4 separate regions of the Mus musculus genome follow, and all the other regions are linked to region 1. The links are chromatin contacts, called in public Hi-C, promoter capture Hi-C and targeted proximity ligation maps. All regions are on one chromosome and are shown on one strand. The core of a region is the stretch at or near the end of the contact, and the rest is flanking DNA. Distances in the headings are between cores, read along the strand shown.

The links. Promoter capture Hi-C pulls out the DNA fragments that hold promoters and counts their contacts. Hi-C and Micro-C count contacts between places; a contact is called where the count stands out from the background.
Region 2: a contact with region 1 is called in a Hi-C map of CD8 T cells, with 2.8 times the contacts expected there. A contact is called at or near these places in 6 of 39 promoter capture datasets (the 3T3-L1 cell line, the C10 cell line, the HPC-7 cell line and 2 more), 4 of 484 Hi-C or Micro-C datasets (CD4 T cells, CD8 T cells, cortical neurons and 1 more) and 4 of 130 datasets of targeted methods (astrocytes, large pre-B cells, pro-B cells and 1 more).
Region 3: a promoter capture Hi-C map of hippocampal neurons shows a contact between it and region 1, with 2.9 times the contacts expected there. A contact is called at or near these places in 2 of 39 promoter capture datasets (the C10 cell line and hippocampal neurons) and 1 of 130 datasets of targeted methods (large pre-B cells).
Region 4: a targeted proximity ligation map of astrocytes shows a contact between it and region 1, with 2.4 times the contacts expected there. A contact is called at or near these places in 2 of 39 promoter capture datasets (the 3T3-L1 cell line and the HPC-7 cell line), 2 of 484 Hi-C or Micro-C datasets (cortical neurons and embryonic fibroblasts) and 3 of 130 datasets of targeted methods (astrocytes, pro-B cells and stem cell-derived neural progenitor cells).

What each region holds. Positions count from the first base shown.
Region 1 is chr19:36,081,300-36,086,819 of GRCm38.p6, reverse strand. It overlaps Rpp30 (ribonuclease P/MRP 30 subunit), which reads right to left and starts at 3,104. Exons shown (of 11, transcript NM_019428.3): 1 at 3,002-3,104; 2 at 1,699-1,754. The coding sequence starts at 3,083.
Region 2 is chr19:36,922,261-36,928,272 of GRCm38.p6, reverse strand. It overlaps Btaf1 (B-TFIID TATA-box binding protein associated factor 1), which reads right to left and starts at 2,194. Exons shown (of 38, transcript NM_001080706.1): 1 at 1,872-2,194. The coding sequence starts at 1,885.
Region 3 is chr19:36,686,870-36,692,877 of GRCm38.p6, reverse strand. Hectd2os (Hectd2, opposite strand) reads left to right here and starts at 3,399. Exons shown (of 5, transcript NR_033510.1): 1 at 3,399-3,639.
Region 4 is chr19:36,901,489-36,907,466 of GRCm38.p6, reverse strand. No RefSeq gene overlaps it. Among named protein-coding and RNA genes, the nearest start is that of Fgfbp3, 15 kb to the left of the region's middle.

The sequences.
Region 1 (5,520 bases), core at 1,855-4,354:
TTTCTTTCTTTCTTTCTTTCTTTCTTTCTTTCTTTCTTTCTTTCTTTCTTTTTTAAAGAATTATTTATTTTATGTATATGAGTAGACTGTAGCTGTTTTCAGACACACTAGAGGAAGGCTACAGGACCCATTACAGATGGTTGTGAGCCATCATGTGGTTGCTGGGAATTGAACTCGGGACCTCTGGAAGAGCAGTCAGTGCTCTAAACCACTGAGCCATCTCTCCAGGGTATTCTCTTTCTTTTTTAAGGAAAGAAACCAGAGAGCAGAAGTTAAGAGCAGATGCTAAGAACATCAGAGGTTAGGAGTAGAGGTCAGACGGTGGTGGTACATGCCTACATGCTCTTAATTTCAGCACTCAGAGACAGGAGGATCTCTGAGTTCAAGGTCAGCCTGGTCTAGAGAGTGAGTTCCAGGACAGCCAGGGCTACACAGAGAAACCCTATTAGGAAAAAACAAAACAACCCTCAAAACCAAAAGCAAATCTTAAAGACAGAAATGACACACATATAGTTGTTTGCCTAAAAAGAAATATACATATTGACAGTCTATCAAGGAGAGAAATCAGTCAATGAGTTCATGAGACCATGGCACAGTAAACAAGATGACATGCTTTCAGTTCATTTAATGGCAATGTACTTTTAAACATCTTTGAAAGTAACTTAGTTAATATAAACGCAACATTAGGAATCCTTATACTACATTAGAATTTTTCACAAACAAAACAAAAATCATTTGTATATGTTCAATTGCTAAAGTAAATAAACACAGGGGTTTTTTTATATCTAATTTTTTAATTAGGTATTTTCTTCATTTACATTTCAAATGCTATCCCAAAAGTCCCCCATACCCTACCCTCCCCCACTCCCCTACCCACCCACTCCCACTTCTTGGCCCTGGCGTTCCCCTGTACTGAGGCATATAAAGTTTGCAAGACCAAGGGGCCTCTCTTTCCAATGATGGCCAACTAGGCCATCTTCTGCTACATATGCAGCTAGAGACACGAGCCCTGGGGGTACTGGTTAGTTCATATTGTTGTTCCACCTATAGGGTTGCAGAACCCTTTAGCTCCTTGGTACTTTCTCTAGTTCCTCCATTGGGGGCCCTGAAACACAGGGTTTTTAAGAAATATAGTTGAGGGTTGAGGATACAGCTCAGTTGGTACATGCCTTCTAAAATCCCTAAGGCCTTCCCTATGAGCCTGTAATCTCAGCACTGGGAAGGCAGAGGCAGGAGGCCATCATCCTTGGCCAGAGTGAGACATATAAGACCTTGCCGCAAAAGAGAAACATGCTTAGGATGAAGGATCCTTGAATGACCACAGAAACACATCTCTGTCTATTTCTATGATGGTGTTTCCACCCTGAACGGGAGCTGTGCTACTTCACGGGTTGGGAGCCTGAGCGAATTAACTAAAGAAGGAGGTGAGCGAAGCCCCAACATTTGTCTCTTTCTGCTTCATGACTGAGGAGAAGCTGTGACCAGCCACTTCACGCTCCTACTGCCATGATGGACTATACCGTCAGAGGATAAGCAAAATAAACTCCTCCTTCCTTAAGTTGCTTTGCAGGTATGTGGTCATAGCAACAAGAACAGTTAACTAGTACACTTGTCTCTAGATCCATATTCCCAACACAGACACAAGGATTTATAAACACTTGTATTTAGCAACCAGTTACATGAGAAATTCTACTTTACCCGTTTCTTTTCCTTAAAGTCAACAATGTGATTGATGGCAACAACTGAGTATCCCACTGAAAAGAAAAATAGATCATTTAAAAAATATACTTTCTTGTTCACAATGATCATATTGATAAGAGATTCAAGAGTCTGGCATGACAATAGGGATGTAGCTAAGTGTCAGGATGCTTGCTAGGCATACACAGAGTCCTGGATTCAATTCCGAGACCTGGAAAATAAGGGGGTGGGGTAGGAGGCAGATCCTGAGCCCTACTGTTTATTGTGACTTAAGGTGAAGTTTCAGGTTCTTCACCTGTCCCATGATGTTAACAGCAGACAGGACTTTCAAGTGTCATGAAAATGAAGTGAAACAGCACCAGTATTTTAGAAGAGTGCACATATTTAGCTGCCACATTTAGAAGCCAGGCACATATTTAGGCTGTGGTTCATATTAACACAATGCTAAAGACTCAAGTTTTATGTCTTTCTGTCACCTTTGTTATCATTTCTTTCTTCTGCGATCCCCCTCACATTTGCTCCCTTTCCTACGGAGCAATGGAGTGATGACTCCCTCACATCTCTTTTGAGGTACTCTACAATAACAGACGAGGGACACTACAGGCTTGTCTTACCATCACAACAGACAAGTGCCCTGTCCCCAATACATTTAAATCACGACTCTTGTCTTTAAGTTGCCTAAAATACTGACAGGATAATAGTGTATTAATATTAAAAGAATAATGCATGGTAATGATAAAATAGCGGCCCTTCGTCTTCCCAGTCAGCCCAATAACGCCCTACTTTCCTTCCTCTCGAAGGGATTTGAGAATCTATTATTTGGCAGGCCCTATGCCAGGTGAGAGCTCACATGATCAACGTTCATCCTTAAGGCACTTGAGATGCTCGAGAGAAATAAGGTAACGCCCTTCCCATTCTCTAAGCTCCCACAGCAGTTCCTGCCCGAGACCCAGCTTTCTGTATTTGACAGATGCCGTGTGACTCAAAAGGGGCTGATACCAAAAGCACTGGCTGAGGGGACCAGTCCCTGTTCCTATCATTCATCAGCTCGCAGGCTCCATGCCAATGCCTCGACCCCTTAGGCCTCCGTTCTCTCCCTCTGCACGAATGACTGGGCAAACACAAACAACAACAGCTTTGTCAAGAGCCCGAGTTTCTCACCCAGGGGATCCGGGTGATACTGCAGCTATTCTCTGCCTTTAGGGACGTCAGGCAGATCACACGAGAGACCGGAATGGGGCCTGAAAAAACTACCAAACAAAGCTGGATGGTGTGGGGGACAGAGCCAAGCCAGTAGACTCACGGTGAGCAGCAGTCTCCACGAGTCCGCGCAGAGCCTTCAGGTCTGAGCCCGCTCTTAAATCCAAATCTGCGAACGCCGCCATGCTGACATCCCAGGAGCACCCGCGCGCCAGTCTGCGCAGCCGCCGTGTTGTCCCTCAGGCATGCTGGGAGTTTTAGGTTGTTCCTTGAGCTTTCTGGGATTTGTAGTTTTTCTTTCTCAGTCGTCTTGGGTCGTCTTGCAGAGACTTTCCTATTCCCTAGAATCCAGCCAAAGTTAGTGTGTTGGGACCTATAGCCTTACTTATTCATAATTTGAATGGGAATGTTTTGGTACTCTCTGATGGGGCTCAAATCTCCCATGCTCCTACCATACAGCAATGCAAAGTGACTCATTTTAAAGGCACCCATAGAGCATACCGATGTCAAGCAGACATTTCTAAGGTCTTGAAGCCTGTTTAAAGCTCTGGGGAGCCGGGCGTGGTGATACACGCCTTTAATCCCAGACCCGGGAAGGCAGAGAGAACTCTGAGTTTGAGGCCAACCTTCTTTATACCGAGAGTACCAGGCCAGTCTGAAATACAGAGTCTCAAAAGTAGTTAAACTAACAAATAAATGAAGATACATGGGAAGTTATTTTTCTTTCCTATTTCCACAGTACATTCCATTCTTTGAAAGTGGCCTTTTTGAAGTATTTGGTCTGTGGCTAAGATTATCTAAACTCTTTGGGCTAAGACAATCCGTTACAGACTACAACCACAAGATGGCAGAGTGCTCTCAAAGCTGATGGTTTAGCGCCAACACATCCTTTAGCCAGAGGACTGACTGGGAGGGGCAAAAATGAAAACATGTCTTACAATGTTTTTCATGAGAAACATACACATATCATTTGATGTTTCTACTTTTAAATGACCCTTTTAAAAATGAACTCTTTAATATTGACAGATCAATTATTCAACAACATAGAACACGATTTTTAATCTACTTGATGTAGAGGGCCAGTCCTTTACCCCTCTCCATTCAGTCTTTAGTTGCCTAGCATGCGAACCCTTCTGCGCATTACTAATAAGCAGCTCCAGCCTCGTGCAACTCAATAGGACTTCTGAACTGCTGGTCTCTCAAATAAGAAAAGTCCACTTCTCATGAGCTTGTCCGTTGGGATTATACCAAAGTGATGGAAATGTTTAGAAGCATTTTCAATTTCTGTACTAATCACAAAGAATATGGAGTCTTCTCCATCTGACCACACTACTGTAATGATCACTAATTTCCTACAAATTTCTGAAAGATGATGATGATGGCGGTGGTGGTGGTGGAGAGGAGGAGGAAGAGAAGGAGGAGAAAGAGGTGGAGGAGGCAGTAGCAGAGGTGGTATTATTAGTAGCCCAGGGTGGACTTAAATCCACAATCATCTTGCCTCAGTATCCTTGGTTTTGGGATTACAGCTGAGCACTGCCACACCTATGTTTGGTTAATTTTCATAAATGATTGTTTCCAATACTTGATATTTTCCAAGAACAAAACAACAACAAAATAATGTCTGCAACCAGACCAAGGCCGTACAAAACAAACCCCTTGCTTTCATCAGAATGTCTAGTTCTAACTTTTATAGTAGTAGAGAGATGTCTTCATACAGGATCACAAAATCTAGATTGGTCAGTCGAGTAGCCATTGTGTAGTGGACCTAAATAAGAATTTTAGTTATTTGATATTAAGGTTAGACTACAGAGGGCATAATTCTTTAAGAGTCATGGTGATGTTACTGTGGTCTTCACCTTTTAGATTCCCTTTGTTCTGAGTGTTAGCATTTCTTCTAGGCTCCTCCTAACAGTTACCTAGCAACAGCCAGGTACAAGCCTGGCTTGCTATAAAAGGGCTCACTAAGGCACCCCCTCCCACTGCACCATGATGCTGCATTTCAGAACAAATCACTGAGCTTAGGTGAAGAGGAAAGGAAGGATTAGAAATGAAATGAAATGAAGAGATAAAAACCACTGAGCACTGCACTGCGGCAGAGCATCTGCCAAGTACTTATGTGTGCATCTTGTTAATTTTCAAAGCAAATAAGTATTTTTTTTAAACCAACATCTACCTTTTTGACATTTGAGCTAGTGAATGCTTCAGCAGTATAATGGTGGATTGAAGCATTTTGGCTCAGGAGCTGCCTAGTGTGTTGTCTCCTGAGAAAAGCCAGTAGGGAGGACAGTTGTGGATGGTATGAGGAGAGAAGAGGAAAAGAAAAAAGGGAGGTTAAGGAAGGAGAGAGGAAGCAGGGAACGGGAAGGAAGGGGAAGGAGGCAGGACTGGGCAGAGAGAAAAGGATGGGAAAGAAAAAAGTTCAAATGTTGGCCTGAATGGGTGGCAGAGGCCTCAAGGATGCAACACTTGAAGAAGACCTTAGAAATTGCTGAACGGAACACAACTGTATGTTTTGCTGATTTAATTCTAACAGGCAAGTGGGGTGATGGTTGATAGTGATGGTGGTTCCTGTTTTCTGGGGCTCTAGGAGAATGGCTACTAAATAATTTTCTCTTCCATAGT
Region 2 (6,012 bases), core at 945-3,444, 840 kb before region 1:
AAAGTACTTAAAGGAATCCCCACTTCCACAATAGCAACGAGAGAAAAATGGAGCTTACTCAGCACAGACTTATGCTTAGTGCATGACATCAGACCTGAAACTACAAAGTTTGTTTTTCAAACTGAATCCACAAATATTTTTAAAAGTCCAATACCTCCTCCCAAGCAAGGCATCCAAAGCCTTCGCTTACATTTAGATTACTAAACTAAGCATGGAAGAAGCTTCTATAAAATGTGGCTGGCTTTAATTATGGCAGTGAGTTTTAAAAAAAAAAAAAAAAAAACAGGAACAACAAACAGCAGTTCTCTTTGAAAGCAGATCATGAGGACCAAAAGCCTTTAAAGCCCACTCTTTCTTTCAAAAGTTGGATCTATAGATTAGTGCTAAGCGAAAAAGATCAATTTTTTTAAAGCACTATCATTTTGCCTCTATAACGCTTTCCAACATTGTACAAATATAAACCTACTTCACGAAAGGAAGTACTAATTCCCTTAAATTAAAAAACCCTGAGAAGGCCAGGTAACACCACATCTCTAATCCCAGAACCAAAGCTCCTTCTGAGTTCGAGGCTAGCCTGGGCTACATGAGCCCCTTGTCTCAAAGAAGAAAGAGAAGACAGAAAAGAGACTTTAAATCTCATGCTCATGTACCAACATATTTCTGGTGTATATATTTATGCATTTACATGGAAGATAAATTATAAGATAAATCTATCTGTACTTGCAGAAATAAATGCCACTTGTATTCTCTTAAAGCAGTTTCATAGGTGCTGAAATAAGAGTCTTTCTCCCACTAAGTCTGCTTATGAAATAAAAATTAGCTGTCCCTACTACCAGTACCTAGCAACTCCCTTCACTCAGCTCCCATGGGATTCTCCCACACACTATTTCATCAGTTACCTAGGGAGTGTGTGACTTGGGTTACTCCTTCCTTATAAGAGTGTGCATAAAGGAATGTGTTCAACTAATTTCGAAAAATTAGTGAAAGCTGTTTATTTTCGTCATTTATCTCCCTCAGTCCATTTGGTGAAAGGACTCAATTCTCATTATCTCATCATCCCTAAAGGACTTTGGTAACTCTTAATGACTAAACACGGAGAGACCATCCCGACGACTTAAACGTCAGCGGGACACCAAAATCATTTCCAAGTTTTCAACTCATTCTATCATCAGAAGCTACACAAGTTAAATGTTTATACGTCTTTCCATAATTTTCCCAGACTCTTCCACGTGGGCAAAATTTTACAATAATTTAAGATCTGTGATAACGCTTGGGGAAAGATGCTAAAATAGTCATCTGCTTAAGACCACACGCTGATTGACAGAATACTTACTGCTTAACAAAAAGGAGGAATTAGACCTCAAGAAAAAAGTGAGCAAGACTATACCCGTTACGCTGTAAATTTTTTTTAAAATTTAGCATAACCAGATGGTCTCTTAGATAACAGTGTTTCAACCCCCGCCTCCATCGACAGTTACTACCAAGTTTTGCCGTGAAATGGTGGTTTGGGAACAGACTTTGATACTACGAAAGAAAAAGAAAAGAAACTCGCCTAGAAATTCAAAGAGGGAAGAGAAACCAAAGAGGAGCAACGTGGTGAAGAAAAAAGAAAAAAGGAAAAAAGAAAAAAAAAAAAAAGCCAGATCGAACGCGCCGAGTCACATTTAACCAGGAGAAAAAGCGCTTCGTGAGCCGACTTCTCCGGGTAACCCGAGCCCAAAGCGCCTGCCAGCCGAGGGAAGCCTCGGAAGTCTGGGCGAGCGAACGAGAAGCAGCGCTCACGCCCCGCACCGTCGCGCCGGGAGCCGACCGACAGCCTCGCCCGCCCGCCCGCGCGCGCTCCCCGTTAGCTGACGGGCGGCGACACCCACCTGGAGACCGCCATGGCCGGCGCCGGCGGTTCGGAACTCTCAGGGAGCTACACGCCGCGCCGCTCCGGCGTTCGTTTCCCGAGCAGAGCGGCGCAGGCCCAGGCCGCCGGGCGCAGGGCGGCAGGCGGCGCGGCGTGGAGCGGCCCGCACGGGCCTTCCGGCATGTGCCGGCCACCGGAGCTCGTCTCCGCAGCGACCAGGGTCCCACACACGGGCGGAGGCGGCGCCGCTCTGACCCGCACCACTTCAAACCGGGTGCCCCCAGCCCCGCTCTCTGCTGACGCAGACGCCGGCACGCCGGACTTAGCGTCTGCACGCCGGAAGTGACGTCACCGGCACGTTTTCCCCCCCCCCCCATCCCCACTCCCTGCCGGCGAGCGGAATGTAGCAGCGCCCCGCGGCAGTGGGAGCGGGTTGGCAGCGTGGATCGGGAGCCCGGCTCCCAGTCTTTAAGATTAATGGGAGAAACGGAAAGAGGTCTTGATCTTCCAGAGAGCGATAAAGATCACCTAGCTAAAGTTCCGAAAGTTCCAAACCTCGGTCTCTAAGTGCTCTCTCCATCCTGACCCTACTACCCAGCTAGGCGGCTTCCAAACAGGAACAAACTGGAGAAAGGAGACTCCGGCCCAGGTCGCGATGCTGTGGGCGGGATGAAGTCAAGAAGGAAACACTGCCGAGGGCTGGCTAGGGTGGTGCAGGCCTATAATCCTAGCACCTGGGAGGCTGAGGCAGCAGATTGTGAAATTGGGGGTCAGTCTGGGCTACAAAGCAATCTCCGGGCCAAGAATTTGCAGTGTGGTTCCGCGAGGAAGAGGGTGGGAGGAGGCTCAAGTGTGTGTTTACTATTATTTACCATTAAGTTCTGCATAAATGGTGAAGGGACTGCTAATGATTTTGCCTAGGCCTATCACCCTTCTTCCCGTCTTTTCCTCCTTCCGTCCCTCCACTGCCAAACACTCCTCTGTAAACTACCATAGCCTTAGAATTTGTTTTTAATGCCAGTAGTCAAACTAGTATTTCTCTAGTTTCGGCAAGCCCAGTTTATAGGCCACTGACAGATTAATCATCAAAAGCACCTGTCCTGTCGCCCTTCCTTATAAAACATGCCCACTAGCTTCTTGTTACCTATTTAGAAGTTATGTCTCAGGCTTTGAGTCTGCTTGTCATCTGTATGATGAGAAGCACTGTAAAAGGTTGTGGAAGGTGGGGAGGGATGTCATGAACCCAGGAAAGTTCACAAGAACTTGGTGAACTGTAAAATAGATCTGTATAGGAAAAGATGAACTAAGTACTTGCTAAAGTATTGCACAGGTGACTAACATTACCCCTTACATTACAAGGCAAAGCTATAAAGTAGTGTGATGTTTTTCCACGGTGGGGCTAGAAGCCCAGGATTTGGGTTCTATACGAAGTATAGAAGAGTGTTTTGAGCAAGAGAAATGATCTAGTTTACATTTTCTATATGTTTTCCCTAGTATCAAAAAATATAGGTCCAGGGCTGGAGAGATGGCTCAACAGTTAAGAATGCTGGCTGTTCTTCCAGAGGTCCTGAGTTCAATTCCCAGCAACTACATGGTGGCTCACAACCATTTGTAATGGGATCTGATGCTCTCTTCTGGTGTGTCTGAGGAGAGGGACAGTGTACTCATATAAATAAAACTATATATATGTATATATATATATATATATATACACATATATACACACACACATATATATGTATGTATACACACACACACACACATATATATATATATACATATATATATAGTCTAAAGCTTTGAAGAGAGGAAAGGCCTATTGTTATCAACTTGGTTTTTTTCCCCAAAGGCAATAGATTTTTAAAAAATGTGTATGTGTGTAGCTTCTGCCTACAGAGGCCAGGGGGCCAGAGACTATCTAAAATTCCTGGAGCTGAAGTTACAGGTGGTTGGAGCTTCCTGAGAGAATTGAACTCAGGCACTCTGGACCAGTCATGTGCTCTTAACTACTGACTTTGATTTCATTTTGTGTTGGTTTGGTTTTTGTTTTTTAAAGACAGAATTACTCTGTGTAGCCCTGCCTGTCCTGGCACTCCCTCTGTAGACCAACCTGGCCCTGACCTCCTGCCTCTGCCTCGTGTGTGCTGGATTTAAAAGTGTGGTGTGCCACCACCACCACCACCACCCTGGCTGAACTGGCTCATTTTTAAGTCCTTTCTCATAACACATAACAACTATGTGTCCAAAGAACTTTTATAATATCACTAAGTTTCATTTCTACATCTGGGAAGTGAAGAAAATAATGGTGCTGATGGAGTTGGTAGGGACTAGATGGGAACACACAGCACTGAACCAAATGACTGCCGAATAAGCACTCAACCCTACTCATTAAGCCGATGAGTCCAGGGACTGGCTCATGCTAGGCACAGTGCGACTCTGAGCTAAACCTCCATTTCTGATGACTCCTTTTGTTAACAGCATAGCCTTGAACGAGTTACTTAATTTCTGTATCTTAATTCCTCAACTGTGGAGTGGGGAAAATAACACTAGTTCACAATTTTTGACAGTATGGTTGTCTGAAGTTACACATAATGGAATTGAAAAGAAATCTAGTGCATTATAGCACTTATGATACCAGATCCCACCAGCTTCTAGGTCAGTGTTCTATAATGAAATACATTTATAATTCTATGGCATGCTGACTTTGAGAAGCATGGCACTGACTACTAGACCTATACATTTCTTGAGGATCCATGTATATCCCCAGTTTATAGTGGCTGTAGAAACACACTCTGCCTTACTCCCCTGATTTGATACCAGCTCCACTCAGTCCCTGAGCCAGAGCCACCTCTTGAAGTTCTTGGAACCAATGGTCCCTGCCTATAAGACCTCTCAATGCGAGGGAGCTGCCCCCTTACAAAGCCAGGACCTTGGCCAGGCTCAAGTGCTTGACAGATTACCAGAGATTGTGCTTTGGGATCTGTGATGGTGGTTGGAGGGGTTAAGACTAAGGTGCTTGTGCTTAGTAAGGGGTGTGAACGCCCCTCTATTTGGCTACCCAGAGCTAAGGAACATGGGCCTGGCCAGACCCAGTACCTGCAGCCTTGCCATCAGATATTAGAAGGGACAGCAGTGAGTTAGAGGGAACCGCTGGACTGGAGACAGTTCTCCAGGTGGACTCAAAGGCTCTGCCCCACCTTCTCCAAGCCTACAACCTCTTTCTTCCTAAGAGGCAGCTAGAATGCACTTGGGAGAAGAGAGAAGAAGGTCAGTCAGGGCCAGGAAGGAAACTGAAAGGGTAGGAGGACATTAATGGAGGAGAGTAATAAAGCCACTGTATTCACACGTGAAACTCAAACACTCAAGAGCATAGTCTGGGAGAGCTACAGAATAAAAAGGAATGTCGAGAGAAAATTCCACAAACCACCCCCCCCCCCCAGCAGCAGGCTCAGACAAGTGGAACCCAGAACACTTGAAATGTACTCTCAGAGGAGGGAAGAGTTGTTATTCACAGCCCAGGGCTGATGGGGTTGGACCTCCCTTGGAAAGATTTTATTTCTAGTCCTGTGTATGTGTGGCAGTATGTACATGTGAGTACAGGTTCCACCAAGGAGAGAAGAGGGTGACAGTGATGGGCCCCTAGAACTGGAGTTCAGGTGGCTTTGCTGCTAGGAACCCAGTTCTGCTTCTCTGCTAGAGCAGTACAGTAAGCACTCTTCACTCCAGCTATAAAAGGTTACCTTATGCTATTTTGTGGTTTACTTCTTTACTAGTTTTTAATACAGTCTTGCTGTTTCTCAGGCTGACCTGAACCTCACTATGCTGCCCAGTCTAGCCTTGAGTGTGTGCTTCTCCTGCCTCAGCCTTTAGTGTTGGAATTACAGGCATGAGCCACCAGGCTACTCCAGCTCTGCTTCGTTTACCATGCTTTTGAACTTATCTTTTTTATTTATTTGGTTTTTTGAGACAGGGTTTCTCTGTGTAGCCCTGGCTGTCCTGGAACTCACTCTGTAAACCAGGCTGGCCTTGAACTCAGAAATCCGCCTTCCTCTTCCTCCCAAGTGCTGGAATTAAAGTCATGCACTACCACTGCCCGGCTCTTTTGAAGTTATCCTGATTTTTCTGTGTGCCCTTCCCTTTTCTTCTTGATGTTTGTGACA
Region 3 (6,008 bases), core at 2,150-4,649, 610 kb before region 1:
GTTTTTGTCTTTGGTATACAAAGGGCCCTAACTCTTCCTTGGAGCAAGAGAGCCTTGGATTTCTTGGAATGGGATAAAAGAGGAAGCAATTGGGGAAAAAAATGTGCTCACCCTTCCTTCCTTCCTTCCTTCCTTCCTTCCTTCCTTCCTTCCTTCCTTCCTTCCTTCCCTCCCTCCCTCCCTCCCTCCCTCCCTCCCTCCTTCCTTCCTTCCTTTCTTCCTTTCTCTTTCCTCCCTCCCTAACTCCCTCCCTCCCTACTTTTCTACCTTCCTTCTTCCCCTCCTTCCTCCTTTAGTTCCTCCATCCCTTCTTTCCTCTCTCCCTCCCTTCCTCTATCCTCCCCTCACCTCCCTTCCCTCCCCTTATTCCTTCTTCCCCTTCCTTTTTTTTCTCCTTGCTTCCCTCCCTCCATCCCTGCTTCCTTCTTTCCTTTCCTGAAAATCATCCTGAAACCCTGCAGCTGGGTCATCCTGCCACACTAATTGCTACTGTCAAGTAACGTAGCTATATTTATTTTAAAAATGGAACCACTTCTTATTTGTTTGTTTGTTTGTTTATTTATTTATTTATTTATTTATTTATTTATTTATTTATTTATGTCCCTTCACATTAGCTCTGGCCCCTGAGCTCTCAGCAGATGCTCCATAGCAGCAAGGGTTCCAGTCAGTGTCACTATATTGATTTAACAGCAAGTCCAAAGTCAGCATGGAAGATTGAAGCCACGTGCAGTCAGGTTTGCCCGTGACTCCATCAGGTGAGGAAACGTTTGCTGAGGTTCACTTGGGAGGCTCCTTTGGTCCATCACAGACGTCCACAGCAGTCCACTGTCTTGTTCTTTTATTGGGTGAGCACTACCACCAGATGAGTCACTGGCTTGCATTTCATGGTTACAGTGGGTGAAAAGTACTTACCTATAAGGATAACGACTACCTTTAGTGGCACCTGATGGATGGATAAGATGGATGTGAGGGGACTTGTTTCAGTGACAGCAGATTTCTTTTCTTGCTTCCACTCAGGAAAAAGAGCTATGGAACACAGCGCCATCATACCCCAAGGAGTTGAAGGCACTGTTTTTAATTTTCTCTTTTTTTTTTTTCTGACCCTCTCTGACTCCATCTCCACTCTCCCAAATGCACACAGTTGACTTGGAATATGAAGGACTCTTGCACATGTTGTAAATACCTACCTGTTCTGTGCCAGGGCTTGGGGAATTGAACCAGGCTTCCTACCAGTTGCCTCCCCGTCTTTCTGCTCACTCTGATGGCATTCTCTTGAGGCTTCCATCTCCGACTTCCCCTGTTGGTTCTAACTAGTATATTTGTTTTGTTTTTATAACATTTTTTTAAAATCCTAAACCAGATGACATAGCTTTTTAACTTATTTTAAACTGTATTGACTTGAGTCATGGCTTTGGGTAATTTGATCTTGGCCCAGGCTCCCCTGTGGGACTGAGCCTTGCTGCCTAGGGGTTGGTGGTGACAGCTGGAAGGGCCCTTGCTTTCCTGTGATGTAATGAATCATGAGACTTATGTGTCCCAGCCTTACAGGTATATTTTTGTCAACCTTCTTGGAAACTGAAATTTGTGCACATATTTCTTTTTTTCTTTTTTCTTGGATGTTTTCTTTATTTACATTTCAAATGTTATCCCCTTTCCCGGTTTCCCTACCTCAAAGAAACCCCCTATCCCATCCTCCCTCCCCCTGCTTCTATGGGGGCGTTCCTCTATCCACCTACTCACTCCTACCTCCCCACCCTTGATTCCCCTACACTGGGGCATCTATTGAGCCTTCATAGGACCAAGGACCTCTCCTCTCATTGATGCACGACAAGGCCATTCTTTGCTACATATGCAGCTGGAGCCATGCGTACTCCTTGGTTGATGGCTTCCTACCTCAGGACCAGCCCTTCTCTGCTGAGTACTGTCTGTGAGGTTCTTTCTTCATGATCCTCCCAGAACTATAGTGATCAACTGAATAGCTTCATGCCCATTGCTTCTTTTAAGGGTATAGGAGAGTTGGAGAAGGCTTTGCACAAACCCAGAAGAAGTTGAAACATTAATTCTGCCTCTATGGGACCCAGCATGGATTAATTACTCTCTCTGGGCATTTCTAAAGACCCCTCACTGCAAGGTGGACTTGAATCACCTCCCCGCGGGTTGTTATAGGGAATAGGATTGTAGGAAAATGCTTGGACCACATCGGTTACAACCGCCATGCCCAGTGGAAGCAAGGGATGTGTTAGGGAACTGAGGTCACCTCTCTCCTGGCAATCAGAAGTGGTTTCCCTTTACTGTGTGGCTCCTCCCATTTTTTTGTACAGCACAGTGGGGGGGATGGTTCCTATTCTGACCTGTGGCTAGACCTGGGTGAGCCCTTGGTCTCTCAGCCACAGTTTTCTTGATTATAAGGTGAAAGTAACAATATTTACTGCTTATGATCTTGGGAGAAAGTAAGATTCAGTAATCAGGGCAGTGCCTGGCTCAAAATAATTACCTGCTATTGAGTACACCCCCCTTCTTTTCTCAGACCATATGTTCTGTGTAGGCAGAAATGTTTCCAGATGACCCGTGGCCCAGGGATGGGCCTGAAGCTGGGCCACAGCAGCTAGCAAAAGGAAAAACAAGTCCCCCTTCTTCTCCTGGTTCTCAGTGGATCTCATTTGAAGAGTATAACATTAAGGTTCCATAACAATTTAGAAGATAAACAATCCCAGAATAGGTTCCTACAGCATTAAATAGGGCAGTTTAAAAATGGGTCACTGTGGGGGAAACGCAAACAAACAAAAGCCTCGCCTGTGTTATACAACAGAGGCCCCTGGGGCTTTGTTTGCATGAGAAAGCAGCTCTGGAAAGGTGTACTAAGGATTTCAAACCAAAGGCAGGTAAGTTTGTAGCAAAAATAGTACATAAATCTGCTTATTAAAAAAATAACGTTCCTATAAAAGTTACCGTGGGACTCAGTTTCCCCTTTTCCAGAGTTTGAGAGCTGGGATGCATGCATGGGCCTCACAGGGTTGGATAAAATGTTCCAGGATTTTCATAAACACTGAGATGACACTGGCATTTTAAGCCAGAATAGACCTGGATCTGACTTGATTTAAAGGCATGGTTGGGTTTTCCCAAGTTTTTGTTTTAGTGTTATTTTTCCATCATGTATCAATGGACTTTATTTTGATCAAATCCACACTTTTTCTTTCCCACTAACCCACTAACTCTTTCAGGGTCCCTCTCCTATCCCTTTCCAGGGTAGAATATATGGATATAGATTGTATTTTTTCTCATTTCCCCTGCTGCCCTAGGCTGTCCTCCATCCTTCTGTCTTGTTGCTAATTATCTTGTCCCTCCATTACATCTCTCTCTCCTCCCCCTCACAAGTCACTGCAGCCTACAGCTATGGTCTCTTCCTCTTTGTGCATAGCTTCTGCTGGAATCTTTGCACTCACTCTGCCGGTGACATCGAATGCTATTATTATCTTCTGCGTGCTAGTGAATGAATTAACTCAGCAAGCTCTTCCTGACAGCTGTGATAGCGTGCCAAGCACTGCATTAGGGACTAGGGGTGGGGATGATGAAGGCAGGGGCTGCTCCTGTAGCTGAGATCTGGGGTTGACCTTCGGAGTCAGTGTGAGGAGGTCAGAGGTAAGCATGGCAAAGGGGTTCATGGGTCTGTGACAACAGGTTTCTACTCAGTGGGAGGGGAGGAATGGGTGGGAGGGTTAGGTCGGTTTCTGTGTGGAAGAAGTTGGACTGTTTCTTCAAAGGTTGCCTAGGAAGGGTGAGAGGTTGGGGGCACCAAGGAGATGGTGAGAAAAGCAGTGGACAGGCTAGTGAGAAAAAGCTTGGAGTTTGCTTCCATGTGGCTGAGATATATGGGAGACTGGGCTAGACAGACAGGGCGGAGCACAACCCAACAGAATAACACAACACAACATAACACAGCACAACTGCCAGTATGCCTTTCTCTTTCTGGGAGAAATTCTCTATCTGAATTGGGAACAGGTCCCAGGGTGGCTCATAGGAGGCCAGAAAGGGTACTTACTGACTCTTTTACTGAGAGAGTGACTTGAGGATGCCACAGCAAGAGAGTCTCTGCTTTTGAGATGACTATGGAAGACTAACTATGGCCAGATTAGTAATACCATGTGACACAGACAAGGTGTTGTGGGGCCCTTGGGAAAGAGCACTGACCCTATCTCAGGACCAGGGAAGGTTTCTTCGAGGTGATATAGGCTGATCAGCCATCCTGACTCTTGGAGTTTATACAGTGGAGGAGGAGGCAGAGGAGGAGGGAGGGAAGAGATGAGGGGGAGGAGGAGGAAGTGGAGGAGGGAGGCTGGGGAACTTGGAAGAACAGGGAAGAGTGAAGCCTAGCCAATGTGCAGAAAGATCTCCTGTGCTCCACCTCTCTGAGCTTCAGCCTTCCAGGCCCAAGAAACAAAGCTACAGACTTTGGGGATCCAAGGGACTTTGAAGTAGGCCAGAGAGCAGCCTGAAGAGAGATCTGGCTGGCTGTGTATAGGCCTCTGGTCTCTCTTGGAACATGGGCCTGTTTTGCAAACATAGCAACATGGGCCAAGTACGTGGGTTTTGGCACTAGTTGGGCTGACCCAGCTCACTAAGCAAATAGTGGGGGAGTTTCTTCCTTTTTCCTTTGTAAACTTCAATCTTCTCTGGGCGCATAATTTATAGAATTCCAGAGAACTCCATTTTTGGCTTTCTTCCCAAGAAGGAAAAGCGCCTCACATTTTCCACACACTCGTCCCAGTCCGCTGGCCTAGAGCCAAGACTTCTTGTTGAGGCTGAGAAAAAGATGGTTGCTGTTCAGGGTTAAGGTAGTCAGCGGGGGTGGGGTGGGGGTGGGGGAGCTATACTACTACTCCAGGGATAGCTGCGGTCATGTGACAGGTAAGTATTCTTCACAATAGTCCTGGAGTGGAGAATAGATGTATCAAGGTTCAGGGCAAGAGACTATGCAGACAGCGGAGATCTGCTAAGGACTGTGCAAGGAGTCTCCCTGACTCCCAACTCTCCATAGCTGCTTAATGTTCACCAAGCACTTTCTTGTCTCATTGGATGAGGTGAGAAACAATCTCTACCTCCTCCCGAGTGTACCAAAAGGGAAGAACACATAGGACCAAGATTCCGATTTAGCTGCTCAACTCCAGCTGAGTTGCTAGGTACACGGAACAACAACTTGAAATCAGCTGCCTTGAGATGGAAAGCTTCTAGGCCTTAGGTGGTGGCTTGATGGGGGTGCTTTCCCTGAGGGTTCCAGGGATGCTTTGGGTGAGCAGTGCCCACCATGCTTAGCCCTCCCTTGGCAGGATTGTGCCTGAAGAGTTATCAGAGTCTTGAGTCCCAGAGACTTGGCTGGGATTGTCACCTAGGTATTTTGACTGCCGCCTCAGCCTTTTAGGTTGTCCCCGTTACTCTAATGTGCCTGTCAGGCTAGTCCACCCTGTGCAGATGCTGCCAGGTATGTGAAGCTGCCCATGTATGCTGGGCTTTGAGATCTAGGCTGGCTGACAAATGGGTTGCCTGGAAGTCCAGTAGGGCAATCTTTAAATCCAGATCCCTGCCCGCTCCGTGTGAGCGAACAGCGTCTAGAAACTGCACAGTTGGTGAAACCTAAGCTTTCGAACATGAGACGTTCTCAGACGTCTGTTTCCTCTTATAGTCAGGGGAGAGCATCCAAATCCCACTCTATTTGTCATTGTCATTGCTGCCCTGAAGGGTCAGGATACACTGCTCTTGGCCTCCAGACACTTGGCTCTGAGCACCGATTAGCCTTAGGAGTGCTGAGCTCGGATGCATGCAGTAGGCACTCAATAATGTTTGTAGAGAAGGAGTCAAATTGTGTCCCATGACAGACAGGCCTAGGAAAGGCTCTATGTCATCACAGTACAAAACAGCACGTCCCCTCCTTGTGGGCCACTCAATGCCCCCACGTTACAGCCCTGACTATTTCCTCAACGAAAATTCTACACCCTTGTAACAAATTTCTTCTG
Region 4 (5,978 bases), core at 1,872-4,371, 820 kb before region 1:
TTTCTTTTTTTTTTTTTCAAAGATTTATTTATTTATGTGAATACTCTGTAGCCATCTTCAGACACTCCAGAAGAGGGAGTCAGATTTCATTACAGATGGTTGTGAGCCACCATGTGGTTGCTGGGATTTGAACTCAGGACCTTCAGAAGAGCAGTTGGTGCTCTTAACAGCTGAGCCATCTCTCCAGCCTCCCAGCTGCACTTCTGCATCTGTTCCTGTCAGCTTGCCAGCGTGTACCCTTCTCAGGCTTTCCTACTTGCTAGTCACTATGTAGTGCTGGTTGGCCTGGCTGGGAACTCATTATGTAGACTGTTTGGTTTCCTGCCGGGGGACAAGGGACTGAGGTGCATATTTTAGTGAGGACAAGGACATAAACACCTTAGTTCCTTGTCCCTGGTCTGAAGCCGGACTATCATCATCATCATCACTATATTATTTTTGTCGAGATAGTGTAACAAAGCCCAGGACTATCTCTGTAGACGAGGCTAGCCTGGAACTCCCAGAGATCTCCCTGCCTCTGCCTCCAAGTGCTGGAATTAAAGGCATATGCTACAACACCTAGCTATTTTTTTTAAGAGTTATTTATTTATATGTAAGTACATTGTAGCTGTCTTCAGACACTCCAGAAGAGGGCATCAGATCTCGTTACGGATCGTTGTGAGCCACCATGTGGTTGCTGGGATTTGAACTGCGGACCTTCGGAAGAGCAGTCGGGTACTCTTACCCACTGAGCCATCTTATCAGCCCCGCTATTTTTTTTTTTTTTAAATTGCTGAATAAAGTTAGTGTGTGTATATCTTATATTTTCTTCATGAGCACCTAGGTTATTGGTTCTGGATCTTGGCTAACATGAATATAGCTGCAGTTTTGTGACGAATGGTTGTTATGAAATATAAGAGGCTGGGGGATACCTTTGGTGGGCCCATGCCAAAGTGTGCCCTAAAATAATAACACCATGCAACAGACCTGGGGGAAGGAGAGAGGAGCGAGGACCTGGAGAAGGGATAGAGGCAGACAAGTGGACATGTAGACAGACAGACAGATGGGAGCAGAGCCATGAGGGCAGAGAAAAGGGGGAGAGGGAGAAAAAGAGGGCACACGCAGAGAATGAGCAAGGAGCTGCCCACGATAGAGAGGGTGGGGCAGGGAGGGAAAGAGCTAGCCTGGCAACCACAGCAGCAGGCCATGACTTAAGCAATTGCTAGGTCTCTTCTGACCTCAGGCCGAGGCTGAATCGCTTGTACGCTAACATTGTTTTGTTTTTTTGAGGATGTGCCGGTGATTTCTGGGACTTCCTCCAGAGTAAGCTCAGGCAGAGGTCTTCCCTTCTGGCCTTCTGTGCAGTCCATCTCTTCGTGGGAGTTTATGATACCCTCCCGAGATTCAGGGATGCGCAGCTTTCTGTAACTTTTTGTCTCATGCCTTCTACTTTGTACAGCATCCTCTTCGCAGGAGTTAGTTAAGCACTGAAGAGGGTCAGACATACTGGAAACCACACCCAACATAGGAGGACTGCGCTCTCCCCTGGGATGGGAATCCCCCAGAGTTCCTGCTCTGCTCTCCAGTGTGGACCGGACAGACTCTCAGAATCCTTGCTCCTGTGACTGGGTCTCAAAACTTTTATTAGTAGAACATTTAAACTTTTTTTTGTTTTGTTTTGTTTTTTTCGAGACAGGGTTTCTCTGTATAGCCCTGGCTGTCCTGGAACTCACTCTGTAGACCAGGCTGGCCTCGAACTCAGAAATCTGCCTGCCTCTGCCTCCCGAGTACTGGGATTAAAGGCGAGCGCCACCACTGCCCTGCCTAATAGAACATTTAAAAAGAGCCAGTCATAAGTTACAAAGCCTTTTCTTGCATATCTTCTTTTATATTTATTCATTTTTTTTACTTAATTTGAAAGAAATATTTTATTATATGTACATACATATACATGAATATACATATGTGTGTGTGTGTGTGTGTGTGTGTGTGTGTGACACAAAGTGTCATGTAGTCCAGGATAGCCTCCAACCTCCAATTCACTGTACTTACACACACACACACACACACACATGTTTGAGATAAAGTGTTATATAGTCCAGGATAGCCTCCACCACACTGTGTAGCTGAGGCTGGCCCTTATTTACTATTACTCCTACCTCGACCTCCTGGGTGCTAGGATTACAGGCATACCTGGTTTGAGACAGATGTCATGGCGTGGTGGCTCAGGCCTTTATTTCAGCACTCGGGAGGCAGAGGCAGGCAGATTTCTGAGTTCGAGGCCAGCCTGGTCTACAAAGTGAGTTCCAGGACAGCCAGGGCTGCACAGAGGAACCCTGTCTCGAAAAAAACAAACAAAACCAAAAACAAACAAACAAAAAAAAAAAACCAAAAACAAAAAAAAGACTTATGTATGAGTGACCTACTTGCGTGCCAGAAAAGGGCATCAGACCCCATTATAGATAGTCGTGAACCACCATCTATTTGCTGGGAATTGAACTCAGGATCTCTGGAAGAGCACTGGGCCATCTCTCCACCCCACCCCCACCCCGCAATCTGTTTTCACTTTGTGAGAAACTGTTTCTCAAAGTCTTCTGGATGGGGAAACTTCCCAGTGATCTTTTTAGCATCACAATCCTCCTGCCTCCGCTTCTCAAGGGTCGGAATCACAAATGTGCCCCCACCCCCCACCCCCGACAGGACAGCCGTTTTAGGCTCCAGGTTGGGCCGTATCTTCCAGTGAGAGAAGCCCAGCTCCACGATTTCCTGTTTCCTAAATTATTTAAATTGCGGTGAGACCTTGTGGTTCTAGAAAATGGAATTAGGGTGACCAAACAGTGAGGCTCTAGAAACAGATATACCAATAAAGTCCTATGCACGAGCCAGGGAGGGCGAACGCGACTCGTCCCAGCAGGGCGGGTCAGGTGTCTGGAGCGCCTTTTCCCCCTAACTTGACTCCCCTCCCGCTCCCCGCCCCGGCGAGCACAGGGTTAATCGTGGGCCAGGGGCCTCTGCTCGGCCCACATTCCGTCGCTCAAAGGGTCGGGTGGTCTGATGCCAGTGGGGTGATTTCGCCTCTTCATGTCCCACCCTCCCACTGGCCAAGCCCGCACCCCTCCCCGGCCGCCCTGGCGCCGCACGGTCACGTTACCTTCGCCGCCATTCAGGCGACCCTGTGGGCTTACAAAGCAGGGACATTAAGAAGTCTACGGGCGTCGCTGCAATTAGAAACGTGGGGCCAAGATCGGGGACAGTTACCGTGGTACTGCAGGCCAGGTCGTCCCGTCTCGCATTCTGACAGCTTCCGAAATGTAACTCGCTGGTGTTTGGTGAATTTCTTTGTCTGCATTTTGGAAATAAAGCATGGCACAGCTGCAAAAGGTGGTGTGCCTTTTCATCAAGTCCATGTTTACGGGACAAAAAGGAGTCGCCATTGTTTAATTTTATACGTCATGTTTTGCAAAATATAAACATATATGAGGAAATCGGGTTTTAATCTGTGGCAACCTAAATGAAAAGAACAATCCAGAAAACCGAGGTCCAATCTCTGAGCCTGCTCTGTGACCTTTTTATTAATAAGCCTGCGCTGGCAACATTCCCTGAGATATTTGGTAAAACAAAATAGTGTTTCCTTTTAAGGGCTTCGGAGTTGACCCATCAGGAGGTTTTAGACTAACTTCCCTTTAGCATCCGATCATAACAGAGAAAGTTCGATTAAGTCCATCCATTTAACTAGAGAAAGTAAATTAGCATGCAAGATGAGCAGAATGAAATGCCCAAACACAGCTCAAATCTGTCACTTCAAGCAGTGATACTCAGGGAGTCTGTAATGATTTAAGGGTGACTAGGGACTGACCGCCTAGTACCCTGAAGAAAAGCACATAATACCTTTATTCCCAGTATTCCCGAAGGATGAGTTCAGGATGCTGTAGGTACCCTGGACAGAGAAGTCTTAAGGAGTCAAGGTTTTGGAAGCCGGGGAACAGGTGGGAGGGGGAAATTCCATCCCTGCACAGTTCCTTCCAAAAACTTATACGTGGGTGCTGGAGCGATGGCTCAATGATTAAGAAAACTCGTTGCTATTGCAGAGGACAGAGGTTTGTTTGGTTTCTAGCATGAACATTGTTGAGATCCATAAGTTGCTCCGCATGTGGTTACATGAACGCCAGTCTCAGTCAGGGATGGTTTACTGAGCACACACCCTAATACTGATCAGACCAGGAACATAGTTCAGACTTCGTGAGCTGAAGCTATGACAACGAACATCTTTCTCTGTCAGCTTATAAAGGAAAAAAACAACCCCCCTCAAAAAAAAAAAAAAAAAAACAACAACAAAAAAAAAAAAACCAAACCCACAATGAGTTCATACGCAGGTGCAGGAAGTGCTGCCTAGTGGTCAGCTCTGACTCATAACAGTTCATACTGACCTTTAACTTGATGGGTCCTACGTAAAGCTTTGTGGACTTTCTTAAGATTAACAAACCTTTTACAGAACATAACAGAGACCCTGCTCTGAGTCAAGTTGTATTTCTGTGGCAATGACTTGGAGGCATTTTACAGCAACAATATGAAATAGCTGGCAGGCATGGAACAACATGGCTACAGTTTTGCTGGGGGTTAGGGTGGCAGACCTCAACAATATTGGCTCCAAACAATCTGTAACTCCAATCCCAGGGGATCCCACGCCCTCTTTCGGCTTTCCAGGACACCAGGCGTGTATGTTGTGCATATACACATGGAGGCAAACACTTGTACACATAAAATAAAAAGAAATCTTAAAAAAATATTTAAAAGGAGAAGAAGGGGGAGAGAAACAGATTGAGCACAAAAGTAGCACGTTGTGGTGGCATTTACCTTTAACCGCAGCATATTGGATGGCAGAGGCAGGCAGATTTTTGTGAGTTCAAAGCCAGCTATCAATATGTAGTGAGACCCTGTCTAAAAAGAGGGGAGTGAGGGCTGGAGAGATGGCTCAGCAGTAGGGAGCACTTGCAGAAGTTGCAAGTTGCTCTTGCAGAAGATCCTGGTTGGAAATCATCACCCACATTGAGGTAGGGCTCACAAGCACCTGTAACTCCAGTTTCGGGGGATCTAATCCTTTTTGGGGGTCTTCAAGAGCATCAGACAGGCACTCATGCATACAAACAAAATAAATCTAAAAAAGGTCAAAGAAAGTATAGAAGTTAGGCCAGTGGTCTCCCAACATTGTGGTCATAAGACATTTGGGGCTTGGGGGGGTGGGATGGCGCTGGAGAGATGGCTTAGCAGTTAAGAGCATTAACTGCTCTTCCAAAGTTCCAGAGTTCAATTCCCAGCAACCACATGGTGGCTCACAATATCTGTAATGGGATTTGATGCGCTCTTGTGTCTGATGACAGCTACAGTGTATTCATATACATAAAATAAATAAATAAATATTTAAAACAAAATAAATGAATAAAACACTTGGGGATTTCTTAAAACTCAGCACTGCAGGGCAGTGGTGGCACATGCCTTTAATCTCAGCACTTGGGAGGCAGAGGTAGGTACATTTCCGAGTTCGAGACCAGCCTGGTCTACAGAGTGAATTCCAGGACAGCCAGGACTACAGAGAAACCCTGTCTCGAAAAACCAACCAACCAACCAAACAAACAAACAAAACCAAAAACCAAAAACCAAAAACCAAAACCAAAACCAAAACCCTCACAGCACTGGTCACACTACAGTGTAAACTGAATGCTGAGAGTCTGGTATCTGTATTTAAAAAAAAGAAAAAGAAAAAGACTCCAATGTACAATAGAAATTGGGGAATGTAGGGCTTGGTGGAGGCAGAGACACATGCACCTCTGTGAGTCCAAGTCTCAGTGAACCCAAAGCTTGGTGTCCATAGTAAGTTCCAAGCCAGCCAGCCAGAGCTAGGTAGTGCAACTTTGTCTCAAAAAGTGGGGAGGAGTGTGGTGGTAGCTGAGACAAAGAAACCGAATCCGGTCCTGGGAAGAGACCTCAGCCAGTTCTTTGCT